Linked DNA regions of Rattus norvegicus: region 2 is linked to region 1. Evidence: chromatin contacts called from public Hi-C data. All regions are on one chromosome and are shown on one strand. The core of a region is the stretch at or near the end of the contact, and the rest is flanking DNA. Distances in the headings are between cores, read along the strand shown. Region 1 overlaps Camk2b (calcium/calmodulin-dependent protein kinase II beta). Region 2 holds the start of Camk2b (calcium/calmodulin-dependent protein kinase II beta).

What was found. A called contact is a pair of places that touch in the nucleus more often than the background predicts.
Region 2: a Hi-C map of frontal cortex shows a contact between it and region 1, with 2.0 times the contacts expected there. The contact joins the promoter of Camk2b here to the enhancer-like site in region 1. A contact is called at or near these places in 3 of 12 Hi-C or Micro-C datasets (frontal cortex, hepatocytes and psoas muscle).

The regions. Positions count from the first base shown.
Region 1 is chr14:85,087,866-85,093,620 of GRCr8, reverse strand. Camk2b (calcium/calmodulin-dependent protein kinase II beta) reads left to right here. Exons shown (of 21, transcript NM_021739.2): 4 at 2,419-2,473. Among named protein-coding and RNA genes, the nearest start is that of Ykt6, 45 kb to the right of the region's middle. Within about 2 kb of position 3,245, at least 69 of the 93 cell types and tissues checked have an H3K27ac peak or open chromatin away from gene starts, as enhancers often do.
Region 2 is chr14:85,145,833-85,151,587 of GRCr8, reverse strand. It overlaps Camk2b (calcium/calmodulin-dependent protein kinase II beta), which reads left to right and starts at 3,644. Exons shown (of 21, transcript NM_021739.2): 1 at 3,644-3,790. The coding sequence starts at 3,726.

The sequences.
Region 1 (5,755 bases), core at 1,996-4,495:
TTTGAAGCCATTAGAATAAGCACCTGTGTTAAAAAATGGCATCCACAGGGTTGGGGATTTAGCTCAGTGGTAGAGCGCTTGCCTAGCAACCGCAAGGCCCTGGGTTTGGTCCCCAGCTCCGAAAAAAAGAAAAAAGAAAGAGAGAAAAAAAATGGCGTCCACATATCCGCTACCTTAATTCCACGTAAAGCAGAGCCCCATGGTTCCTTCTGCGGGAGGAAACTGAGTCTTAGAAAGAAGATGGGACACATATCTTTGGTCAAGATGAGCCAAGTCTCTTTGGTCTCTAGGTAGGTGGCTGAGGACAGGCAGCCCCCAGCAGTCGTTCCTGGAGGCCCTAAGGGGCAACGGGATAACCCCAAGGACCAGCTAGGCCTTCTTGGAGCATTGCCTTCAGGGATGGGTGGAAGAAGGTCCCCCTGGGACTGCTGGGAGCCTTCTCTGCTCAGAATGACATGTCCCAGTGTGGTGGCAGCTGGACTGTCTCAGACAGGCCGCCCTATAGCCCCGCCACTAGGAAGGAGAGTGTGCTCTGGTCCAGCCTCAGGGGTTTTGTTGGAAGGTCCTAGAAGGAGGCTGCCAGCAGGTACCAGGGACTCGTCTTGACGTATGGAGACACAGACTCATGGACAGAGTGGAGGCCCAGGTAGCGAGAGAGAGTCTAGGGGGCCAAGTAGAACAAACTTGTCCTCACTAAGAGGCTCTGATAGCCCAGAGAGATAACCAGGATGTGGGTCCCAGAGGATGGGTTGGGTAAGGTGAGGGAAGCTATGCTACTGAGCCAGGAAATGGAGGAGAAACGTAAGACCCTACCTCCATAATGGTTACCTCTAGGCCACTGTCATGGGCTTCAGAAAACACCCCAGGTCCCTAAGTGGCCTCAGACTCTGAGCTTCAGTCATCTGGTGTTTATTATACTACGGTGACAACAGTGACAGACACAGGGCTGTGGCTCAGGGAGCACTCACTGCTTCACATAGGAACACAGCTCACAGCACCCTACGAACAGGGGATTCTTCCATTTTATAGAGCTGCACACTGGGCTCAGGTAAGTGGGAGGATCCCTCCCAATCCACACGTCTACTTTGGCGGCCACAGTGGGTGTTCTATTTCCTGTCTCTACGGAAGGCCTGGGGCCTGGTGTGCTAAAGGTGAAAGGCATCATGGGGTTAAGGTGTCCGGAACCAAGTGGGGGCGTGGGACAGATCAGAGTTCCTAGGCATAAGGATACTATCAGGACGGTGCCTGGGAAGACCGGTGCCAGGAGGGAGGGTGCCGGCAGCCAGCTAGAAACTAGGACAGAGGGGAGGGTGCCAGGAGCAGGAGTTGTGTGGGTTGTTTCTGCCTGAGGTCCCGGAGTCCTGTGGGACCAGGGAGAAGGTGGCTGCTCTTCACCCTCCAGCCTCGTGGCCCAGTCTTGGGTGGTGGAAGGCAGCAAGGTGGAACTTAAGACTCCAAGAGCACAGGGCCAGGGCTAGCACAGCACACACACCGGAGCCAGACCCCAGCTCCCACAGCCTCATTCACCCCTTGTGGGCCTTGTGCCCTCGCCTGGTTCATCGGCCTCTCTGCTGAAGCTCCCTTTTCTGCAGCCCCTGGTTAGTGAGCTGATCGAGCTAACACATGCAAGGCGCTCGGAGCAGCCCCGGCATGCAGGGGATGCTGTTCTAGCAAAGGGCAGGATCCGCATGCGGGAGAGCAGGGCCCAGAGTGACTCATTCCTAGAAAATCCTTCCTGCTTGGTGCAGAGTGCAGCTCCAGGCCGAGACCTGGTAGCTCCCCCATGCCATTGCCATCAGAGTTCCTCATTCCTGAGAGCCCATCGGCCTCAGCCCAGTCCAGGCAGGCACTGGATACAAGTTCAGCAACTGGTGTGGAAATAGGCCAGAGAGAGGAAGACTGTTAGATCCCACTGACCAAGAGGGAGTCAGAAGTCAAGGTCTGAGCCTCTGAAAGCTGCCATACCTGGTAATCCTTCTGAGTGGAGGCTCTGTTCTGCCGAGGATAGTCCAGAGTGGAAAATAGGTTTGTTTCCTGCAGAAACCTCTCCCATGATGACACAGCTCCTGTGAGGGGAAATAGGAGAGCAGAAAGGGGCCAATAGAGGGGCAAAGTGCTGCCTAGAGCTCCATGATGCTCCCTCCGGACTCTGTGGTGCTCCCTCCGGACTCTGTGGTGCTCCCTCTGGACTCTGTGGTGCTCCCTCTGGCTCAGCATGCAGCACTTCAAGCCAGCTTGTATCTTCCCCCAGCCCGAGGCAGTCTCCTTATCTTGGGGGAGACCCTGTGGGCTACAGAGAGGAGTTCCCTCCCCCAAGCTTGCAGCACTGGTGCTGTGTGGGCCCCGTCAGGGTGGAGGTGGGCAGTAGGGAATATCCTGGGCTACCTCCCACTCCTCATGACTTCTCTGTCCCCGCAGTACGCCTCCATGACAGCATCTCTGAAGAGGGCTTCCACTACCTGGTCTTCGACCTGTAAGTGCCAGATCCAAGGACCCTCACCTTCCTTCACTCCCAGCATGGGGCCCACAGCTTCCTCAGGTTCAGGAGCAAGCCTGTCCCCACATCAGGACTCTCCTTAAGTGCACTTCTGCAGGGGGGTACCTCATCCCCAGCCATGTCCAGCCTAGCCAGCGCTGATTTGGCTATGCACGGGTTTTTACCCACAGTCTGAATCTGACATGCTGAGGACGTCCTCCATGCAGAAAGCTGGTAGGCTGAGGCAGTGGAGGGAAGACCACAGAGAGCAGCCAGTGTCCATTCACCTCCCTCCCGCCTGAGGCCTGTCATGCTGCGTTGGCATGAGCATGCACATTGATGAGCGTGGGTGGAAGGATAAGTGTGCACGCGTGCGTGTGTGTGACAGCACCTGGGCTTAGAGCAAGCGCAGAGATGCTCTGCGTCAAGTCCATGAGTGAACAGGCATGTCCGTCTTAGAAGTGTGACTGGTGTGTTTTGGGGATGCAGGCCTCCGTGTGTGTGTGTGTGTGTGTGTGTGTGTGTGTGTGTGTGTGTGTGTCCGCACGCATATGTGAGTGTGTTTGCATGAGTGTGTGTGCAGTAGCTGAGTGAGAAGGCGTTCAGGGCCAACTCCGCCTCTCACTTCCTGCCGGATTTAGAAGCGATGATCTCATCTCCCTTACTCTTGACAGCTCCTGCTAAGAAGCACTATATTTAGCTGTCTGTGAATCAGGGCTGCTTCAGGACCCTGGGCTGGGTGGGGCCCAGGGGCTTTGGCCTGTCCAGGCAGCCTTCAGACTGCACATCCAGGGAAGCCTGGCTCTGGTACTGTTACTATGGTTACCTCATGCCCTCTGGCTACCCTTGAGCAACAGGCTGAATGGGAACCGGAAGAAGCTTCCTAGGGCCACCTCTCAGCTCTTCCTCCTGCAAATGACAGATGTCCAGGCGGTTGGACTTGCAGGCTTCAGCGTTCTCTGCCTTGTAGTATCTTCGGGTGTTGAGAGAGGCTGTCCCTGCATGGAATTTGTTTATTTCTCAGCTACCTCTGTGTGTCCCACAAGACCGTGCCTAGAATCATCAGCTACAGAACAGGTGATGACTGCTTAGACATCAGTCCTATGACCTGAGGTGGGGCAGGCTCACTTTCCCCCTGTGTACCTCAGAATCACTTTCACCACCCTCTCTTCTCCAGAAACAGAGGCCTGTGGGCTGAGGGTGGTCATGCCCAGGGCCTCTGATGGCCAGCGGATGGCTGTACTTGTTTTAGGAGCTGAGAAGGAAAGAGAGTGGATGGGGGCAGGGTTGGATGTGTTTATGTGTAGGTATGACACATTTATCTCTCAGACCTCCCAATATATGCCAGGCAGACAGCTGCAGGGAGAGACTGAGGAGGTGGTCTGGACAGAAGGCCTCCCATACCTCCAGAGCCTCCAGGGTTGCAGGTTCTGAGGTGATTAGCACCCCAGCAGCCCTCAAGGCCTTGTCAGTTGGGAGCTCTGCAGGATTTGGGAGGTGACTGGTACACACCAGGCCTAAGCATGCAAGTTACAGAGCAGGGTTCCCAACAGTGACCCCACATCTCCCACAGCAGCCAGCTGAGAAGAGGCTCAGCTCCCTGCGCCATGACTCTGGACCAAGAGATGGCCCTGGTGTCCGCACACCGACATGCAAGTGCCTGACACATGCAGTTACTCAGGGAAGCTGGCCCTGGCCCCCCCCAAGGGCATCCTTTGAACTATAGCTCCATACCAAGATGCATTGCCTTATGCCGTTTTCTCTGCCCAGACTTGAGTTTTCAAAGCCTGGGTCGAGAACTTTCTTTTGTGCTGAGACTCAAGCTATCAATCACACAGCACTGGGGATGACAGCCCCTTACCTGGGCTCCTGCTGGATCTGACTCTCCTGGTCCATGTGTGTGCAAACCACCCATTCACAGTGTTGCTATTTCCGCTTTTGCCATTGGCATTTGATGGAAGAAGACAGAGACAGAGAACAGGAGAGCGTGTGGGCGGATATACTACCAATGTTGTCTACGGTCTCTTGGGGACAGGCATTCAAGTATTTCAAGACGTCAGCCCACCCTGGAGCCCAGATCCAGGCACTAAATCCCTTGTTTGATGCTTCAAATATGGCCCAAGCAACAGGGCATTGAATAAGGGAAGCTAGACAGTCTCAGACCTAGGATTAAGGGTCACAGAGCCGGGAGTAACCCTGGGAAGCCCTGGCTCAAACCCATGTGCTGCCAGCTCTGGGGAGCCCACTTGGGTGTAAGAAACTCAGTTTTCTCAGGGAACATGTGTGAAGGAAAAAGCATTTAAATGCCACCAGGTATGAACAAGTTTGTCCTTAATAAGTTGTCGCTCTGGGGGTGTGTGTGAGGATGGAGGTGCCAATGATGATGGTATGGTGATAGTAGTCATGGTGGTTAGATGGTAACAGTGATGACAATGGTGATCACTGATGGTGATGATGGGGTGTTAGCGATGATGACAGTGATGGTGGTGGTCATGGTGTTGGTCGTGGTGATGTAATGAAGATGACATAAGAAGAGTGATGGAGAAGGTAATGACGGTGATGGCGATGACTGGTGGTCATGGTGATAGTGATGGTGCTGACTGGTAGTCATGGTGATGGTGATGTCGCTGACTGTGGTTGTCATGGTGATGGTGATGGTGCAACTGTGATGATCATGGTGACAGTGATGGCACTGACTGTGCTGGTCATGGTGATGGCGATGGTGCTGACTGTGGTGGTCATTGTGAGGGTGATGGTGCTGACTGTGGTGGTCATTGTGAGGGTGATGGTGCTGACTGTGGTGGTCATTGTGAGGGTGATGGTGCTGACTGTGGTGGTCATGGTGACAATGATGGCACTGACTGATGGTCATGATGATGGCAACTGTGGTGGTCATGGTGACAGTGATGGTGCTGTGGTGGCCATGGTGCCATGGTGACGGTGATGGTGCTGTGGTGGTCATGGTGACAGTGATGGTGCTGACTGTGGTGGTCATGGTGACAATGATGGCACTGACTGTGATGGTCATGATGATGGCAACTGTGGTGGTCATGGTGACAGTGATGGTGCTGTGGTGGCCATGGTGCCATGGTGACGGTGATTGTGCTGTGGTGGTCATGGTGACTGTGATGGTGATGACTGCTGGTGATGGTGATGGTGATGACTATGGTGGTCATGGTGACAGTGATGACACTGACTCTAGTGTTCATGGTGCTGACTGTAGTGGTCATTGTGAGGGTGATGGCACTGACTGTGGTGGTCATGGTGACAGTGATGGTG
Region 2 (5,755 bases), core at 2,395-4,894, 58 kb before region 1:
CGATTGCACTAAGAGTACTGGGGGTCTCTCACTCTTCAGCACCATAGTTAAAGGCTCTAGTTAGGAAGATAGATCTGGATGCCAATACTGGACTAGCTTTGTGATCCAAAGCTGGCCAGTCTGCTGTTGCCATGACCACCACCAATACCATTACCACCACTGTCCCCACCATTACTGCTAATGTCACCGCCATCACCACTACCACTACCATCACTGCCGCCACCTCGCATGCCTACCACACTGTCCTAAATGGACCGATGTGTTCCGGGCCAGGCGATTGGGCATCGGTAAGCTCTGGTCCTCCTGCTCAGAAGACATGGCCTGATTACTGGGCTGGTGCTATACCGTGAGAGGTGGGAGTGGTACCTTACTCCTGTACCACAGCAGACCCCGGAGGTAAAGGCATCAGGAAAGTGGTGATTTTCTTTGGGAGAATGAGCCCCATGTGCATCACTTGTGGCTCTGCAGATGTGATGCTTGTTGCCATGGTGACCGTCCTAACAATAACCTTCCAGAACCGATATTCCCCACAACCACCCCAGCTGCCACCTGGGAGGGAGAACCCTCCTTGCTTACAAAAGTGAGCCCAAAAGGACAAAGTGGGAGGTGGAGATGACATGAGGTGGGGGTGGGGCTGGAAGAGCCGAAGCCAGATGAGAAGGCTTCTGGGGTTCAGGAGCAGAAAGAGTCACAGCTGGAAACCTTTCTCCCTCCCAACCTAAGCATTCTGCTAGGGGGGAATCCACTGGGGCTGAAGGTAGCAGGTGGGGTGTGCTGTCTGGGCAAGGACAGCCTGTGGTAGCTCACCTCCTCCCCATTGTCTCTTGCTGGATCCTCTGCCTTCCTGACCCAGCCGGGTTAGAGTGTAACGCTCAGTCCGGAGAAGGGGCTTCGAGGATGTCCGGGAGCTCACAGGAACAGAGTAGGGAGAAAGGGTAAGGACACAGGGGGCTCCAAACTACTCTCTTTACTGACTGCAACTCTGTGTAGCACAGCCTACCCATTTTGAAAGGTGACTTAGGGGTTGGGGATTTGGCTCAGTGGTAGAGCGCTTGCCTAGCAAGCGCAAGGCCCTGGGTTCGGTCCCCGGCTCCGAAAAAAAAAAAAAAAAAAGAAAGAAACCCTTGAAAGGTGACTTAAAAGAGTACCCCGAGTACTGCCATGTCCTCACCTGGTGTGTACATCTGTGTGTTCTGTGTATAGGTATATTTTGTGTCTGTGTGCTTATGTGCACGTTTTTGTATAAGCATGTTTGTGTATGTGTGTTCGTGTTCCGTTTTGTTTTTCTGAGATATGGTTTCTCTGTGTAGTCCCGGCTCTCCTGGAACTCACTCTGTAGACCAGGCTGGCCTCAAACTCAGAGATCACCTGCTTCTGCTTCCCCAGTGCAGGGATTAAAGGCGTGTGTCACCACCAACCCCCTGGCTGTGCGTATATCTTTGTTTGTGTGAAAATAAAAATGGGGTGGGCTTTATGGGCAGTCCCGGCTACCCCTCTTTCTTGTGAATCTATTTTTATTTTATGAATGTGTGCGTATGTGTGCTCACGAGCGCCCACAAGCCTGTGTAGACCAGAGGTCAATGTATGGCTACCTAGGCCACTTTCCAACTTTTTTTATTTGAAATGGGGTTTCTCACTGAAACTGGAACTTGCCAGTTTAGCTAAACTGGCTGACCAGTAAGCCCCAGAGACCTTCCCCTCTCCGTCCCTAGTGCTGGAATCACAGGCCCGTGCTTCTGCACATCGGTTCTGGGGATCGAACTTAGGTCTTGGCTTGCACAGCAAGCCTTCGCTCAAGCTCCCACCCCCCCCAGCACATCTTATTGACTGTGTCACAAGCTACTTCTGTCTCTTTGTTGACCCGTCTGTGGTGGAGATGGGGGTAACTAACAGTCAAGATCAGCTACCATTAGGATTCAGACACCACCTAGGTCATCTCTCCCCTGGTGGAAGAGTCTGTGATTTCTTGGCCTAAAGACAGCCTAACTCCCCTGGAAGGGTGCAATTGTGATGTGTTTGTTTTGCTAATTGTATTCTGTTGTTCAGCCTTGCCTCCCTCTCCCACCAGAGCTCAGAAAGAGCCCAAGCAGAGGCTCTCGGTGATGTTACAGGAGGCTACATTATCCCCAAGAACAAGCTTCAGCCTGGCCTTCACCCTCTCCACACCCTTCCCATGCCTGTCCCACAGCTCAGTATCCCCCACTCTAAACATACATCGGTGGGGGCACAGTAGAGTTTCCCTCTCTGCTCAGGTTCCTATTTTCTCAGCTGGACATCTCTAACTGGGACCTGCACTTGCTCATGCAGTCTCATGTTTGCTAGCCATTTGCCTTGTGGTGAAAGTCAGAGCTGTACACCGGTCATCAGGACCTGCCAGAGGCCTAGTTTCACCTGGGAGCACTCTGTCAGATCTACCTTTAGGAAGATCCGTAGTAGCCGCCCAGCAAAAACCCCATTCTTCTAGGAAGATACTTGGTAGAATGTCCAGGGCTAGTCTTTGGTTGAGATCCCAGTCCACCAAATCTGTTCTTGGGGATCAGTAAGTGGAAAGAATCCATAAGGTCGCCTAACAGTGCCACCCAAACTGGCTGCAGAGTCCCTCCTAACTGCCCAGGGGGGACCTGGCCCCAAACACCAAGAATCAAGTCAGGGATGCTGGTTGGGGGGAAGGGGGGCTTGTGGAAATCCACCTGTGCCTTCCTTCCTTCCTTCAGGGCCACTTTCAAGAGAGGCTGGAGGAGAGAGGGAGACAGAATGGAGGCTCCCCTTCCTGGCCAGGGCAGAGGCAAAGGGCTGTCCAGGCTACCTGAGAGCTGTGAGCTCTCAGAACATGAGCCCCTCACAGAGCTGAGTAGCCCCTGTTTTGCTGCCTCAAGACCCAAACTGGACTCCAAATGATCAGCCCAGGACAGAAGACACCTTAGTTGCCAATCCCAGGAGATGCAGGGAAGTCTTGGGACCACCGCCCCATCCTTTTTCTCTCGCCTAGAAGACTTGGGGGTAGCTCTTCCAGGCTATGGGGGAAGGGTCTGGTAGCATCTTATGGGGGATACAGGAATGGGGGAGCCCATGGGAGGGCGACACACGACCCCTCCCAAGTGGGGTGCAGTTCCCTACTGCTAAGGGAGGTGGGCCTTTAGGGGAGAAGAGTCTGAGTCCACTGGTCAACTGCCGCAGCCCAGTGGCTTGTCCGTACAGGGCGCGGGCTTAGAGGGTCAGACGCAGTGCGTGGGCACCGTGTGGTGCAGCCCATGTGCTGGGACAGGGCGCGGGCACGGGTGGGATTGCATGGTGCGGGCGCAGTGCGGGTGCCGGCGCGGGCGCGACATGTGTGCGAAGGGAGCCGCGGTGCGGGTGCAGTGCGCGTGCAGGCGCGAGCGCTAGTGCAGGTAGAAGGCGCGGGTGCGGTGTGTGTGCGGGTGCAGGCGAGTGTAGGGTGCGAGAGAGGCGCGTGCAAGGGGCGGCGGGCGGGGCGGGCGCGGCGGCGACAGCGGCGCCCGCGCCTCTGCGCGCGTAGGTGTGCGGCGCGCTCCTGGCGGGGACAGAGCGAGCAGATCTCGCGTGCGCTCGCCGCCCGGCGCAGCCCAGCCCGGCCCCCGCCCGGCGCCGCGAGCCGAGGTGTCTCCCGCGCCCGCGCCCGTGTCGCCGCCGTGCCCGCGAGCGGGAGCCGGAGTCGCCGCCGCCCGAGCGCAGCCGAGCGCACGCCGAGCCCAATCGCCACCGCCATGGCCACCACGGTGACCTGCACCCGTTTCACGGACGAGTACCAGCTATACGAGGATATTGGCAAGTAAGAGCCTCGGCGCGCGCGGGCTGTCCGCAGACCCCGGGGAGCGGGGACCCCATCGCCGTCCGCTTCGCGCGCATTGCGGCCCCGCGCGCCCCCGGCTCCTTCGAGCTGCGGGCCCAAGCGCACTGCCCCGTGCAGCCCCGACCCCCGAGCCTCGGGTTCTGGGCCCCGCTGCCCCACTGCAGCGCTTATGGCCCTGCCGGGTGCCATAGCTTGGCGGGGACCGAGACTCGGGGATATGGACTCGGCGCGGCGGGGGCGGCAGCAGGTGTCCCCCGAGCGCCGGGCAGACGTGACGCATTTGGCGGCGGGGAGGTCAGAGAGGAACGGCACGCGGGGGAGGCTGCCAGGCCTAGAGTGCCCGAAGGGTCGGTCCTAGCCCTAGGGGGTCGTCTCCGGTGTGGGCACGCTGTCCTCACCCCCACCCGAGAGGCGGGCGGCAGCGGTGGCGGACCCGCTCCGCGCCTGCTCCTCGCGTGGCCCCATCTGCTCTGGGGGAGCAGCGTGGGAGCAGCTTCTGCCTTGGGTCCCTTGGGGAATCTGGGTTCTAGAGGATTTTCCCCCAGATTCTTCTGGAAACAAGAATTTGGAGGGGGTGGACGAGGTCAGGAAGCCAGGATCAGGCCATGGGGTGGGGGTGGGGGTAAGAGAGCGAGGCAGGGAGCCAGTTGGGCCTCTGATTTCAGGGTCATCGAGGCAGACAGAGGCTGGCTTCTGGACCTTTTTTTCCTCCTGTGGTGGGAAGGCTGAGGGGAGGGACTTTAAAGGCGTATTTCTAGTAGGGCCTCGTGGGGAACAGGTGCCCTGGTGCTAAGACGCTGCCCAGCAGCACAAGCAATATGGGGGTGAAGCTATGGTTTAGAACATCCAGAGTGGGCTTTGTCCTAGGGTCTCAGATACAACGAAGCCCCTCAGGGGCCTGGGGCTTCCCTCTGTGATTTAAGGTGACCGCAGGGGCATCCTTAGGTGCTGGCTGCATAACTCCAGAACTGGATCCCACTCCCTCTCCCCTCCCCCATCCGTCTTGTGCCGTGGGGGCGCTGGCGAGATTTCCTCTTACACATCCAGCCGCAAATCCTCCCCCCCCCCCCTTTACTGAAAAAGCGTCTGAAAGCTTGTGGTGGGCGAGGGACGCTGATCATTGATAATTGTGGAGTGCCCAGCTGGAGGAGTGTGGGGGTGTGTGCATTCCCCACTTCTTCCTGCACGTGCCGAGAGGATTTGGGTCAGGTCTTGGGGGGCGGGGGTGAGGAGCCTAGTGGAGTGACAGGAGGAAGTCTATGCTGGATGGGAAGGAACAAGGCTGGGTGGACCTGGACAGCCATCCCAGCCTGCAGAGCCCAGCACCCCTGTGTCTCAGGCGTGGGGGCATTGAAGAACCTTCCAGTAGCCTGTGGGGCTGTGCTCTGTGAGGAAGAGGTGATGGGCTGCCTGGGAGTCCTGCGGTGGGGTTAAGGCAGCCTCGAGGTTATGGGGGCCAGCCCTGCAGCTCTCAGGTCCTCTGATGCCTTGAGGAAGAGCTCTTCTGAGCCAGACTCATCTCCTCCACAGCTGTGTGCTGCCAGGGCAGGTGGCAGTTGTCAAAACAGAACAGTGGGAAGCCTCTCCTTTCCTAGGGAACCTTCTTGTCACCTTCTCCTGTGTGCCCAGGAGCTTGTATCCCCACCCTGGGCCTCTTGGTATCTTCCAAGCAGTCCACCTCAGGAGACCATAACCTACAGATCACCTAGGCGGTTGGCTTCCAGAGTTGGTGGGGGCCGTCCTGTGCTGAGCAGCAGCATAAGGTGTCCAGGGGCACCCCCACTGGGGAGCAGAGGCTGGAGGGTGACATTTGCAGTAGACTAGCCACTACCAGCTCCTCCCTGGGTACAAAAGAATGAGCACTCACCCAAGCATGGGGAGGCTCCCGCAGGTGAGCCCCCAAGCCTGGTGTGGAGGGGCCACTCTAGTCAGGAGCAGTCAGCT